Linked DNA regions of Mus musculus: region 1 is linked to region 2. Evidence: chromatin contacts called from public Hi-C data. All regions are on one chromosome and are shown on one strand. The core of a region is the stretch at or near the end of the contact, and the rest is flanking DNA. Distances in the headings are between cores, read along the strand shown. Region 1 overlaps Adamts16 (a disintegrin-like and metallopeptidase (reprolysin type) with thrombospondin type 1 motif, 16). Region 2 overlaps Gm36474 (a long non-coding RNA gene).

Region 1 (7,339 bases), core at 2,065-4,564, 110 kb before region 2:
TGTGTGTGTGTGTGTGTGTGTGCACCTGAGTGTGTGTGTGTGTGTGTGTGTGTTTAAGCACATGAATTTATGTATGTGTGTGCCTCTGTGTGTGTGTACCTGTGTGTGTGTACCTGTGTGTGTGCATGTAAGCACGTGTGTTTGTGTCTGTGTGTGTCTCTCTATGTGTGTGCACCGGTGTGTATATGTGCATGTGCCACTGTGTGTCCCACTATGTGTCTGCCTGTGTGTGTGCTTGTGTGTGTGCATGCAAGTGTGCATCTGCTTGTATATATCTGTGCATGTGTGTCTGTCTGTGTATGGTGTGTGTGTTTACGTGACCATGTGTCCTTGTGTACATTATATGTATATGTTAATTTGTATGCTTGTTCATGTGTGTATTTGTATGTATGTCTCTCTGTGCATATGACAATGTGTGTTTCTTTCCTCATTTGTGTAGCTGAGTCTTAGTATAAGAAACTCATTTTACTAATTTCCAATCAAAAGGTGAATTTTTAGAATGTTGGAGAATGAAATAGGGAGAAACTAATTAGATCATCATTGCAACTTAATTTGTTTCTGAGACATTTAGGGCTCACTGATATCTTCACACACTAGAAATCTCATTGGGATATTGATACACTTTGATGCAACAAAACTTTATCAGATTAACATACAATGTGAGGTGCAGATAACACAATGTGAGGTGCAGATAATGCAATGTGAGGAGCAGATAATGCAATGTGAGGAGCAGATAATGCAATGTGAGGAGCAGATAATGTAATGTGAAGTGCAAATAACACTAGGTGAGAAGCAGATGATGCAATGTGAGATGCAGATAACACAATGTGAATTACAGATAATGCAAAGTGAGGTACAGATAACACTAGGTGAGGAACAGATAATGTACTGTGAGGTGTAGATAATGCAAAGTGAAATGCAGATAATGCATTGTTGGGTGCAGATAATGCCCATTGTTTTAGGAATGTTAATCTTCAGGTATTGAATCTAAGTTATCTGCAGAAAATGAAGAACTCTTATTTTGGAATAGCTTCCCAGATGAAGCTGTCTTTGTATAAAGAACACCTGTGGGAGTTACTGAGGACCCAGGAGTGGTGCTCTGCACCTGCCACCTGTGGGATAAATCCTCATCACAGAGAAAAACTGAGGTGCACACATGTCAGGAAAAGAGTTAATGACAGTGTTTAAAATGTATATTTTGACATCTGTAAACAGAGTACCCCAGATGAATCTGTGATTCCCCCCAAAATACCCCAAATATGTCTCACTCCCCACAGTAAATCCAAATTCTCTCTCTCCCATCAAGGAAATTCATCGGGTGTCTCTCCTCCCAGAGAACTCCCAGAGCACCTGGCTCTGAAGCTGTACTCTGTGGAGTCTCGGGTCCCTGCATCTCTGATCAGTGGTAGCTGCCATTTGCCTGTATTCTGTAGAGGCATTCCAATATTTCCTTACCTTGGCAGCAAAGGGTTCTCTCAGCCCTCCATGGCTGCCACACTGACTCTGCTCCTAATCCTTTGTTTCTGCGTCTGGGTGCCCTGGTCCCCAGTGTTCATGCTGTCCACTCATTCTTTTGTTCCACCCCCACTCCTCCTTTCTGTCCTCCTGGTTTTGCCCCGAGTGTCTCCCCTATGGTTCTAGAAGTCCTGTGTGCACTTGGCATATGCTTTTCCCACTGGGATGGAAATAATCCTTCTAGTAACACACAGTGGCACAGGCCAGTGCTCAGAGGAAGCTGAAGATAATGGAGTGTGAGTTAAAGGCTCACTAGCCTACACAGCAAGGCTAGTATGATGATGGTGATGATGATGATGATGATGATGATGATGATGATGATGATGGTGATAATGATGATAGTGATGATGGTGGTGGTGATAATGATGATAGTGATGATGGTGGTGGTGATAATGATGATGGTGGTGGTGATAATGATGATGATGGTGGCAGTGGTGGTGAGGAGGAAGAGGAAGAAGAGGAGGATGAGGAAGAGGAGGAGGAGGATTTTAAAAACCTATTTCTCCTTCCTGATAGCTAATAGGTGGACCTCCTCATCCTCCTCTGCCACCTCCTACTCAAACTTTAGCTTTAGAAATCCAAGTTTCCACATTTAGGGTTTCACATATCTTTACCATCTGAGAAATGTAAGAGGATGATACTCACCTAGCTCGGGCACTGAAGAACTAGGGTTTGCCCTGCCAGGCAAGAAGCCGGGCCATGACTAGCTGAGGATTCGCTCACAGCTAATGCAGGTTTTTTGTTTGTTTGTTTGTTTGTTTTCTGTTTCAGGTGTCTGCCTTATTCAAGGATGGAACAATTGGGGGAAACATCAACATTGTCATTGTGGGACTCATTCTGCTGGAAGATGAACAGGTATTCCAGCTCCCAAGGCAGCGGCTCTTTCCCCTGGAGGAAAATGACTGTGAAAAGCTGCTTCTGGTTTTAATGCAATCGTTCCGTGTACTCTTCCTTTCTCTCTTACTTGGGAAGAGAAAGATTTCATATTTTGTGTTTAAAATGACTCATTTCTTTTCATTTCTCATGGTGGTATGGTAGGTGTGGTGTGTGTGTTCATGTAGTGTGTAGTGTGTGTGTGTGTGTATGTATGAATGCATTACATGTGTCTATATGGTGTTTGTTTATCTCTGTGTGTGCCTGCATGTGTATGTCGGATGTGTACTGTAAGTATGGTAGGGAGCTGTGTGTGGTGTATGTGTGTGTGTGTGTGTGTGTGTGTGAGAGAGAGAGAGAGAGAGAGAGAGAGAGAGAGAGAGAGAACTATGCTGTGTAAGTGAGCTCACAAGGAAACAGAACAGAGAATGCACTTGTCATGAGACTGTGGGAAGAAAACACACTGACGGTATGAAGGGCCAATGTGTCTTCAGCCACCATGAGCTTTCTATCTGTGCTTTGCAGAAGACCACCCATGTTTCTAGCATGGACAGTAAACTGCACCATACTGTGCTGTGCTGTGTTGTTTTACCCTGATACCTCCTGCTTCCAAAAATCCCCACAATGTTCAGATGTAGGCTTTTGTTTTTTCTTGGAGATCCTGGAAGACATAACACATTTTCCTCACTGGACACTCATCTCAGTTAATGCTGTCTTGGTGGCAATGGGTGAAAAAGACCCTTTCCTCACAGGGTGGCCTCCTGTCACCCCACACAAATGCATGCTAAGCACCCCAAGGAGCTCCTCACAGCATCGGCAAAAGGGAAGTCTTCATTAAAAATGGGCCCTACTTCTATTTCTCCTAGGCTGGTTACTGACTCAGCAAAGGCATGTGGGCTCAGGGCCTGAGCTAGACACCCAGCATCCACTCCTACCCTTGGTGACGTCTTCAGTGTCTCCTGGTAGCCACGGCGTTCTTGTTTATAAAGCCAGGAATGTTTTAGATGGAATCAGAGATGATTCATACCATCTGTGGGATGCCCCTTCTCCATGAAGGTGGGATGCAGCAGGGAGGGCTGTCTGGCCTGTCTAGCCCTATTGTCTGCTCTGTGAGTGTGCAGCTGGGCAGGGAGGTTGCTGAACTAACCAGGCTTCTCGGGTGACAGGTTAATTATTCCCTGCATTAAAACATTCTTGCTTTGGAATTCATCCAAGATGCAAAGAATAAGCAAGGTTATCGTTTGATCGTACACCTGTGTTAACTTTAATTAACAACAGTTTCCTGGAAGTCACCAGCCAAGGAATGCAGGCGTGCTTGTGTGCTTATGCACAGCAGGTCGCTGAAGTGCATGGGACTCTGGGAAAACAAAATAAACATTTAAGGAGAAAATGTCTTGAGTGACTATGAGAGAACTTTCTTCAGTTGGGGTTAAAGCATTGAACAAGATAGAATTCTGAAACAGGGGCATGTAAACTGGTATTCTCTGATTACCGTTAGGACACTGTAGCAAACCTACAAGTGGGTCAATAATTCAATGCAACAGCTCTCACAGTGTTCCTGGCCCTCCCTCCTCCGTCCCCTGTAGTTCTAGACTTCGTGCCCATAGTCCACTGCTGCACTTGACATGTATGGATAAGGCTAATGGGATTCTATACTGTTTCATGATTAAAGTTTATCTAGAAGTTGACCTTTTGGTGGAAACAAGTTGTCTCTGTAGAAAAGTTACTGGCTTAACATTGTTACATCAGGGTGAAAATGTTCTTGGCTACGGTTGTGAATTTATTGCTGGGGAAGTATTCTCTCTCTCTCTCTCTCTCTCTCTCTCTGTGTGTGTGTGTGTGTGTGTGTGTGTGTGTGTGTATTGTATGAGCTACACACAAAAGATGCTATTTCAGCTACAATTTTATAAAGTGTTATTCAAAGATTTTTTTAAATGAAAGATTCCTACTAAGATGCTATCTTTCTTGGTCATTGAATCCAAGAATCCATCAGATACATTACAATGGCTTGTGCACAAAAAGGCACATAAGTGACTTGTTTAATGCAGCCTTTGGGATGTTAAAGCATCATATGTACCTCTTATCATGTGCCTTCTGGGTTCATTTTTGCATTTTAAATCTCCACTAAGAATAGCCTGCTGTGTTGAGAATGGCGGTAGCATGCTTTCTCTACATTTCTGTGGGTGTCTTGGCCTCTCTTGCCTAGCCAGGGCTGGCGATTAGTCACCATGCAGACCACACGTTAACCAGCTTCTGCCAGTGGCAATCCGGATTGATGGGGAAAGATGGAACTCGTCATGACCACGCCATCTTACTGACTGGTCTGGACATATGTTCCTGGAAGAATGAGCCCTGTGACACATTGGGTAAGATTCTCCAGTGTGATTTGCAGGGATGTGGGGGAAGGGTCATCGTGTAGTTACCATCATCACCACCAGTAGCTTTCTTGTATGTGATGTGTCAACTGGTGTATAGCAAGAACAAGGACCCCAGTTCCTGCCTCTTCTCATATAATAATTGCCCTTTCCCATGTCTCCTGCCACGGCAAATGGGACAGGGAGATTCAAGCTGTCTCATAATGTAACAAGAGTAATGGATTCATTAATATTGATGGTGACACCACAGTAATACTCTACTCTCCATTTCCACATTTCTCTATAAAGACCTGACCATCAGCAGTCCGGCTATGTTTTAAATGTTCACAGAGTGAGGTGCTTTGGCAATTTTTTAAATGGCCAAAGAATGTGCTACTATTTAGGACTCCACAGAGATTTTTTTTTCTTTTTACTCTATTTGTCTCCCAACTTCAGAGGGGTTGATTTTTAATATAGAAGCTGCCAGAGAGGATCCAGTATAGCAGAAGTTAACTCTGTTTCTCAGTAAGGCATTATGAGCCTAGCCCTCAGTGGGGCTTGGAGAACATATATTTTACCCACCCTGGCCAGCGTGGCTTACAGTGTCTGGACAGCTTAAAGACTGTGCTTCCTCCAGAGGTCTGGAAGTATTCTCTATGTCAGGCATCAAATACCTCCACAACCAGGTCCCAGGGACTACTCCAGATGCTGAGAACCTGGTGTGGCTTCTGGGCAGATGACTCTTCATGGGTGTTGTCACAATTCCTCACTGGGGACTGAGCATGCCCTGTGTGATTGTCCCCCAGTGAAATCTCAGAACTCAGTGATTTAATACTACAGAAAGATAAAGGGCAAAGAAGCAAAGCTCATGGGAGACATGAGGAGAAACCACACTGGAATTTTGTTCCAACTTTAGTTCTTCCAGGAACAGTGCATAAAAACTAAGCTTGTTTATCGCAAGGCAGAGTCCATGGGCCCATAAGGATATATAAGATATGCTCCCTTCTATCACATCAATGTATCATCTTTACATGGCTGCCCAAGAGTAGCTCACTGCACATTTCCCAAATGAAGATGAGAACCAAACTTTATCAAACACCAGAAACTTTAGCCACCACCACTCATTATAAATCAACACTATTGTATGGCATTCTCTTTATGTTTTATGTCCTACAGGGTTTGCACCCATAAGCGGGATGTGCAGTAAGTACCGCAGCTGCACAGTCAATGAAGACTCAGGACTTGGACTGGCCTTCACCATTGCCCATGAGTCTGGACACAAGTAAGTCTGTCTCATTGAAGAAGGAAGGATGTCATCTTCTGACTGGATGATATCTGCATTTCTGCATTCATTCTGTAGGTTCATCTCATTTTCCAGTAGGCTGCTCTTATGGTACACCATCTGACTGGACAGAGGAACAAGTCTTCTTGTCAATGGTAGCTGCTCTGGAGTTTTGCTCACACACATACACACACGTGAATTCATATATGATGTGTAAACATGGTATACTTAGAAGTATACAAGTGGAACTTGTCAGTGTGGCCACCAAGAAGTTGGCTCTGTGAGGACCTGGTTGATTTTTTTCCATGGCCTGACCTTGACTTCTGAGCTTATAAAATGAGGTAACATCAAGTTGTGTTATTTCACATGCACACAAAGACACACATGCACACACACACACCCAAAGGAGGTGAGATAATAAACCAGCAGAGTAAGTAACTCGTGGTGTCTTTATTCATGTAAAAGAATCTTATATTTATACTCACAAAAGCTCAGCGAAATTGATATTCCTACTTAAGATTTTATGCTTATAATCCTGTCAGCTGATTCCCTTTTGGGCAAGGTCTACTGAAGAGTTGTGAAAGGCCCCATTTCCTTCCAAACTGCTCTAGACATCCTCTGAGTACCGTGAGGACTATGGAGGTCAACTGGCATCATAGACATTATTGCTTGCCATACTGGGACACTACTTGAAATTTATCTCAGAAAACTTACAACTTGGAATCCACCTTTTCTGCTAATCATCGTTTGTGCAGTTTGATTTTCCTGACAATAGGAAAATAGAGACAGCATGCTTGTGATTTGTGTTTTGACAAAGCTAGTTTTTCTATCTCCTATTGGAAAATGGATTCAATATACCTATTCTCAGACTCATGGGCCCACAGGTGTACTCAAATGCATGCATGCACGCACACACACACACACACCCCACAGGTGCAAATATGCATACCTTTGTTCAGTCATATCCTATGGAGGCCATGCAGACTTTGGCCATGTGAACTGTTGACCCTAAGGCAAAGCTATACATCCAGTTACCAATCCTTCATTATCACAGATAGTGATTGGTGATTTCACTGCCCAGAAAATTACACCTACCCTCTATAAGGCTTTCAGTTAAGACATGATTGTATTTTAATAGTCTTCTAGAGTTAAAAAACGTTTATCATTATAATGACACTAGGCTCTTGCTGTCCTCTCAACCATACCTTAACTTAATTAAACATTCAAAGCAAGAAATACTTAAGTCTCTGAGAACTCAACCTACTAGAGTTTGATAAGCAGAGAGATATAGGATTTGGCTGTACTAAGTCCCTGC
Region 2 (7,448 bases), core at 1,624-4,123:
AGTGACAAGATGACAATGGAATTCTTGGCTATGCAATAATACATATGCACACACACATGCATGAGAAAGAGAGAGAGAGAGAGGAGAGAGAGAGAGAGAGGAGAGAGAGAGAGGGGAGAGAGAGAGAGAGAGAGAGAGGCAGAGGCAGAGATCTACACAGACAAATATCCTGATCTAAGGAATAGCCCTACTCCTCCCAGAGACAGCACACCCAAACAATATTAGTTGTAGGATTCGTCTTCACAGGATGCATATATAGCAATGATAAAGTGCAACTTACGAGCAAGGGACAGTAAGTAAGCAATAAGTAGCAACCACAAATCATAATACTGTGTGGGTGGAGGAGCGCAGCCTGCCTCTGTTCAGTCAAGAAAAATTCCTAGTATTTTCAAAACATAGGGAAGCCCAGAGGGAAGTAAAATCACAAAGTTACAAATGAAGCATCTCTCTCTCTCTCTCTCTCTCTCTCTGTCTCTCTCTCTCTCCCTCCCTCCCTCCCTCCCTCCCTCCCTCCCTCCCTCCCTCTCCGTGCATACATGTAACTGCATAATTATACAACACATACACACAGACACACACACACACACCACATGTACTGTTTTTAGACTGTCTGAGAGCATGGTAAATCATGCCACTTTAGTGTTAGAAATGGACTTTGATTAAAACAAAACAGTACATTTACCAACATTAACACATTTAACATTTACTGATTTTTTAAAATCATGTGTATGATGTTCTGCCTACATCTGTATCTGTGTATCCTGTGCTTAAACATTGACTGAGGAGGCCAGAAGAGACAGTTGAGATTCCCTGTGTACTGGCTCGTTTCCTGTGTCAACTGGAGCTATCACAGAGAAAGGAGCTTCAGTTGGGGAAATGCCTCCATGAGATCCAGCTGTGGGGCATTTTCTCAACTAGTGACCAACAGGGGAGGGCCCACTGTGGGTGATGCCATCCCTGGGCTGATAGTCTTGGGTTCTATAAGAAAGCAAGCTGAGCAAACCAGTGGAGGCAAGCCAATAAGAAACATCCCTCCATGGCCTCTGCATCAGCTCCTACTTCCTGACATGCTTGAGTTCCAGTCCTGACTTCCTTTGGTGATGAACAGCAGTGTGGAAGTGTAAGCTGAATAAACCCTTTCCTCCCCAACTTGCTTCTTGGTTCTGATGTTTGTGCAGAAACCCTGAATCAGATACCCTGGAACTGGAGTTACAGATGGTTGTGAGGCTCCGGTATATGGAGTCAAACCTGAGCCCTCCTAAGGATCAGCCAGTCCTCTCGATTGAGCTTTAACCATCCCAACATCCTCCATTTACTGATGTTTATCTTTTATCTCACCCACTGCTTGAATTTCAGTGGATCCAATGGGTTCTTCTGTGGCATCATCCTCTTGTCTAAGACCATGGGTAATTGTCAGCCCTTGGCACTTCCTTGTTTTTAGCTATTGTAACACTAGAGGAGAAAAACTTCTTTGTGATGCACTTGAGGCTAGCACTTCTGTGAGGACCATCCTAGAATATTAGACACAACAGATATTTTAGAGGCCTAAGGAAACAGCTCCAAGGTGACAGGTTCATATTGTCCCATTCCCAGCAACCATGTCAGGCAGCCCGATGTCACCCTCTTCTGACCTCTGGAGGTACCTGAACCCATGTGTACACAAACACACACATGTGCATATAATTTAAAAAAATAAAATCATGTTAAAAAGCTATTTTAAATACCAATGAAATTTTTGTGCCTTAAAATGTGTAATTCTGTCTAACAGGAGCTAGACATGGCCTCTACCTCAAAGCCCGGGACTAGGTTTTCATCACCAGTCTGTAATGTTGCCGGGTTTCTTTTCTCTGTAGCTACAATGTTTCTTTAAGTAAGAAATCCACCCAGGAGGGACCTTAGAGAGGTTGTTGTCCTGAAGCCCATCAAAGTACATTTGGCCCGAGTAAATTGAGCTCTCCAGATTCTCCCACCTCAGAAAGGGGCTTTTCCATCCCATAATCCTGCATGTGGCTAGCTCAACCTAGCCCTGTGCTATATAGCAAAGGCTGCCTCTCCCATCTTTGTTTTAGAATCTAATTATTACTGACACGTGCTCTCGGGCTTTGCTTCCATCCTCCACTAAGATCCTTAATTATTTTGGAGTTGGGATGAACCGGGATTGATGAGAAAGGGAGGGGGAGCGGGAGATTTTTACCAGGTTCTCTGTCCCTGAGACATGCCATCACAGTGTTGTAGCATTTCCTTATTTTCTGAGAACAAAACAATCGTTGGTTTTCTTTGGATCCTTCCCACTGGCCTTGAGCTTAGACTATGGTGCTTGTCTCTGCACTTTGCAGTTTATCAAACACTCCGCCCAGTCAGTTTAGCAATAACTTGCCATTCCACACAATGTAGCCAGTCATCCTTAATATCCAAGCTGCTTCCTGCTCTCCCACCATCTCTGGGGCCAGATACTCATAGTCTGCTTTGGGCAGAATCCGGTTAGACTGGTTTAGACAGGTGTCCTGACTCACACTGATTTCAGAAACTTTCTATCCCCAGGCCCTCACCTGCTGCTCAGCCCCAGGACTCGGCAAGCAGAAATTAGGCTTCGGTTGAAATATCTGGTCTTAAATACTTGTTGCCACTTCTGCTGCTGTGCAGCTTTGTTCTCTCTTGGGCAAGTTCATCTGGTTCATTCCTAGGATCTGCCGTCCTTGAGAACGAGAAGTTTTGGAATCAAAACCCACTGGTGGGCTGGGATTTCTTGAGTGGTAAGGAACAGAAATTCAGACTTGAGGGAGCATTTGACAGAATCCAGGTCACCCTGCCTGGAAGAGAAAGTACCTACTAGGACCTGCCTTCCACCCCAAGGTAAATCAAGAATCACGTGGTACAGGCTCATGGAAGAACTGGACAGTTTCTGTTTGATCAGTGGAAGGCAGAGAAAGAAGAGCTGGGCTAGGGAGCCCTGAGGAACTGTGAGTACCAGGAGCTGAAAGTTTGCAGACTTGATGTCCATGGATTGCAGATGGCAACTGACTTTGTTTGCTTCAGTGAGACCTTTCCAGTGACCACAACCCCATGTTATTTCTCTGATACAAGGTCCCAGTGACAGCAGCAAGAGACTGGTGCCAACGAACAGCACCTCTCTCTCTCTCTCTCTCTCTCTCTCTCTCTCCCTCCCTCTCTCTCTCTCTCCCTCTCTCTCTCTCTCTCTGCCTATCAAGAGGAAGGTCGTGGAGAGACAGGCTTTTAGTGCCCATGACGACAGATAACAGGCACAGCCTCTTGGGTCCCGGACTGGATGCAAAGTCACTTCATGATCAAGCTCACCATGACGATGAGTCTGTGTTTGACCAGACTTGTTATCCTGACAGCTTTGGCTTTGTCCTCATGAGAACTCAGCCAAGCCATGAGTGGTGACCACAGATAGACTTAAGAGCCCAGTCATGGACTCTTTTCCCTCCCTATTACCTAATTTCCAACTCCCCTCTGGCATCCTTTTGACATTTTTCTGGTTTGGACCCAATCCGTGGGCTTCACCCATCAGATTCTAAATCAGCTGTGGCTAGTGCCACAATAAGAAATGACCAACCACGTGACCTTCACCCCAGAGTGTCGGCCATGGTCTTCATCACCCCAATATCTGCTTCACACCACAGGGAAACTCCTCCACATATGATCCCTTCACACGAGGTCTTGAGAACAGTCACTGCAGGACCCCTGAGAAGGAACTGAAGGAGTCCAGGTCTTCCACCAGGACCAGTGCCACAGACAGGCAGTGGGAGGAGGATGCTCTCACAGCTGAGGCTTGGTGACCCTTGTTTGGACTTTATGACGAATCTATCATGTTTTCAGAGATGTGAGTATGCCTGCAAAGTGGATTTGAGTCTAAACTCTTGGTTCTACCATGAAGGAGGGATTAGTGGTTCCTGGACCCTGCCAGAAACCCAGCTGTATAGACAAGTCACAGTGATCTAACCTCCCTGGCTATGAGCTGGCCTGCACAGCTGCAGTAGGGGAGCGGTAGCCTGAGGTGTGAGAAGGAGCTTGTGTGGAGTGGGAAGATTTTGAGTGTTTGTGGATTCTGGGGCTGAGCTGAGGGTTTTTGTTTCATGAGAAGAGAAAGAGTTGTGCGTCACCATCCTAGAGGGGCACAGAACAAGCAGAGAAATACAGAGAAGACATGGGAGCTAACCCTTGCAGAAAGACAACGGTGCGGGGGGCAAACAACATGCAGGAGAAAAGGGGGTAGACCAATTTCATCCCGAGGAAGTGACTAATGTTCCAGTTTCAGAAAACTGGGTAATAAAAAGAAACATTCACTAAAAAAATCTGTCTTAAAATATTTGGTAATTTTCAGGAAAGAATTAGAGAAATGCACATCCTCTTCGTGACCAAATTTTTCCTGGTGGTGTCCTCTGGGCCAGCGTCCCTCCTCACACTGCGCATGCTCTTTGGGACTTGTGCAGGTTCTTGTGGGTGCCTCCTAGGCCGCTGCTTCACAACTCCCAGCATGCTGTTCGAATTTCACTCATTTGTGGAATTGTTGGGTATCCGTCCTTTCCTTCTTCCGTCCTGTCAGGCGTTTTTCACCTGCACAGGATCACGGAGCAGAGATAGTATCTGAAAGCAAAGGAGTTTGATCTGCTCTTCAGTTTGCCCTAATTAGCCATTTCGTTTACTTTTTAACAATGGAAAAATTCAGTCAGAAGTATTGAAAAATATTTTGGATTGGGGGGAGGGGGTTGTTTGTTTTGTTAGCTCCTTTGAAACAAAAAATTTAAACGACATCTCCAGATTAAAGGTGTGGCGAAGACTTTTAGACAATAAACTATGAATACTCATATTTTCTCATTTCTCCACAGTAAAGCTAAACTAAACACTCAAGCTAGAAATAATTCAATGAGTGGGTGTCAGTCATTTTAAACATGAACCCTACCTAACTGGACAATGTGTAATTGTTTTCAAATGTCTAAAGCTCACTAGTTTATTAAATCTAAAATGCCTTCCCTGAACATGATATAAAATTAGCTCATTTTTATACAAAGGAATCAATCCCCAAAGTAGCAGCTGTTTGCATGTTCTTCAGTCAGACTCAGTTTTCCCTCTATTTTCATTTTCCTCCACAGCATTGCTAAGGACGATCTATAAAGATGTCTGAGGAGATAACCATTGAGTGAAGTATCTGCCTCACAAGTGTGAGGTCCCAAGGTGAGAGCAAGAAGTTGCAGCATAAGTCTGTAATCCCAGTATTTCTACAGAAGTATAGGAAGAAGACACAGGAGGACCCCATGTGTCTGACAGCCTAGCATAGGGAGTGGCAAATAAGAGATTTTGTCTCAAAGCAGAAGACCAACACCAGAGGCTGTCTACTGACTTCCATGTGCAGGCCCATGATACTGTATATATACACGCATCACCATGTACATGGAGAGAGACAGAAGTGAAGCAAAATGTCCAAAAGCCACAGTGACTGTGGGGCTCTGTATCCCATCTGTCATTGAAAGCGATGATCTTAGACAGTCTACATATAATGACTTTCACACTTGACTGATATCAAAGAATAGTGCGTTCCCATTGAATTGCATTTTGGTGTGTATGAATAGGAAGGACAGGCAACATGGGACATGTTTTGGTCTTCCATGGGAGTTCTGGAGCATAGCATCCAAGAGGATGGAAGGGAACTATTTATCTGTGTGTGTGACTATCTGTCTGTCTGTCTGTGTATGTGTATATGTATGTGTATAGGTATATGTGTGTGTCTGTGCATGAACACATATATGTGAGTGTATACATGTATCTATGTATGAAAACGTGTGTATACTTGTGTATGTATACATGAGTCTGAGTGTGCACATGTATGTGTGTGTGTGTGTGTATGTGTATGTGTGTGTGTATAAGGAACCCCACACACAGCAGCTAATGCTATTGCTTTCTTCCCACTCCTGAAAAAGCAAATGAGATAAGGAACCATGGTATATTTTGAGTAAAAGGTTGTCAGATGTCCTGGACTTTCCCACTTTCTTCTAAGTTGAAATTGTTTCCAATCCAGGCCAAGGAGATAGGAGGCTTGAGTCCAGGTGTTAGGTTGGTGCTTCCAGGAAATGAAAGGGGTACGGCCCACACTCCAGAATGAGGGCATGACAGAGATGCCTAACTGTCACATTTCATCAAAAATATTTCCAAAAAGAAGATTCTGGAAGCTCTTTGCTTAGTCTACTCAGTCCTACTCCCTGTTGCCCTGCATTCCGATGCTCCCTGATTGCGGGTGGGGAGCTTCTGCCTTCTGGAATGGAAGCAAGGACATCTTGAACTGTAGCAGGACTCAGCAGTCATCCCTTTTCTCTAATGCATGGCTTAGAGGATGCTGCCTCCTCTGAAAGGGACTTAGCACCATCCTATAGAGCTACGCATACCAGAGGAAGATCCAGGCAGACTTGGGGGAGGGGGGTATAGGAGGACAGAATTGTCCTCAGTGGAAGGCCCTTGAGCACCTGATATACTCCTCAGATTCATCACTGACCCCTGTAGATGCAGAACTGGACACAGCTGTGCACAAACCCACATCCTGTTCTGGGGACTACGTTCCAAACCCCAAGGGACATGAGCAACCACAGATGCCATATTTCCGTCATCCATATGAATACATGAACTAACATGATATAACTTTTCCAGTGTCGCAAGCACTCATCTCCACCTTGGCCAGAACATTTGTCACAGAGGTAGGTAGGCTGAGCCTGAATTTCTTGTTTGTTTTTGCAGCGTCCCAAGTGAAAGATAGTATGTTTTCTTACCTTATTAAGTTGAAGACGTCTGTCTTTTCACACACACACACACACACACACACACACACACACACACACACACACGTTCCGGCGTTTCTTTGTCATCCAAATGGCTAGTCTCACTACTCTCGTGTTCTGGGTCTCCTATTAAATAAATAAGGGTCAATTCAACAGAAGTGCTGAGATACCAGACAGTGGATATGACTAGCGGGAAGGTAAGCTATAGCACTCAGACATGCTGCCTGTGGGTAATCCATGTCCTTAGTGGGGCACATGGAGAAGATCCTGGATTTTACCATGTTTTCAAGAGTAACTTAAAACTGAGGAATTGCCTGTTTCTAGAATTCCCCACTTTCTATTTTTGAACTACACTAAACACAGGTAACTGGAGCCTATGAATGAGGCTCTACTATTGCACACAAGGCTACTTCTATGAAGACGGATTAGACTGAGCTTCTGTGTAGGAGCTGACTTCTGAGGTAGGAGCACAGAGCTAAGGGGTTTCTTCTGACACTGTGGGTGGCATAGCAGAGACTTGCAGCTCACTGAGATTCCACGGTTGGCCAACCTTGAAATGAAGTAAGAACCAATCGTCTCTTCTGTCACTTTTAGGTTTCTGAGGAAAGGTAAAGAATTGTTTCCCTGGTAAAATTGCCAAACCCAGAACAGTATGTGGAG

What was found. Hi-C and Micro-C count contacts between places; a contact is called where the count stands out from the background.
Region 1: a contact with region 2 is called in a Hi-C map of the C2C12 cell line, with 2.7 times the contacts expected there. The contact joins two enhancer-like sites. A contact is called at or near these places in 1 of 15 datasets of contacts at CTCF or cohesin (the NIH/3T3 cell line) and 3 of 484 Hi-C or Micro-C datasets (the C2C12 cell line, embryonic stem cells and muscle stem cells).

Annotation. Positions count from the first base shown.
Region 1 is chr13:70,790,481-70,797,819 of GRCm38.p6, reverse strand. It overlaps Adamts16 (a disintegrin-like and metallopeptidase (reprolysin type) with thrombospondin type 1 motif, 16), which reads left to right. Exons shown (of 23, transcript NM_172053.3): 6 at 2,287-2,370; 7 at 4,595-4,754; 8 at 5,919-6,024. Among named protein-coding and RNA genes, the nearest start is that of Gm36529, 46 kb to the left of the region's middle. Within about 2 kb of position 3,314, at least 44 of the 459 cell types and tissues checked have an H3K27ac peak or open chromatin away from gene starts, as enhancers often do. A contact at or near this core is called in the C2C12 cell line, where this site is marked.
Region 2 is chr13:70,677,041-70,684,488 of GRCm38.p6, reverse strand. Gm36474 (a long non-coding RNA gene) reads right to left here. Exons shown (of 3, transcript XR_382636.2): 3 at 4,546-4,608. Among named protein-coding and RNA genes, the nearest start is that of Gm36474, 7.6 kb to the right of the region's middle. Within about 2 kb of position 2,873, at least 46 of the 459 cell types and tissues checked have an H3K27ac peak or open chromatin away from gene starts, as enhancers often do. A contact at or near this core is called in the C2C12 cell line, where this site is marked.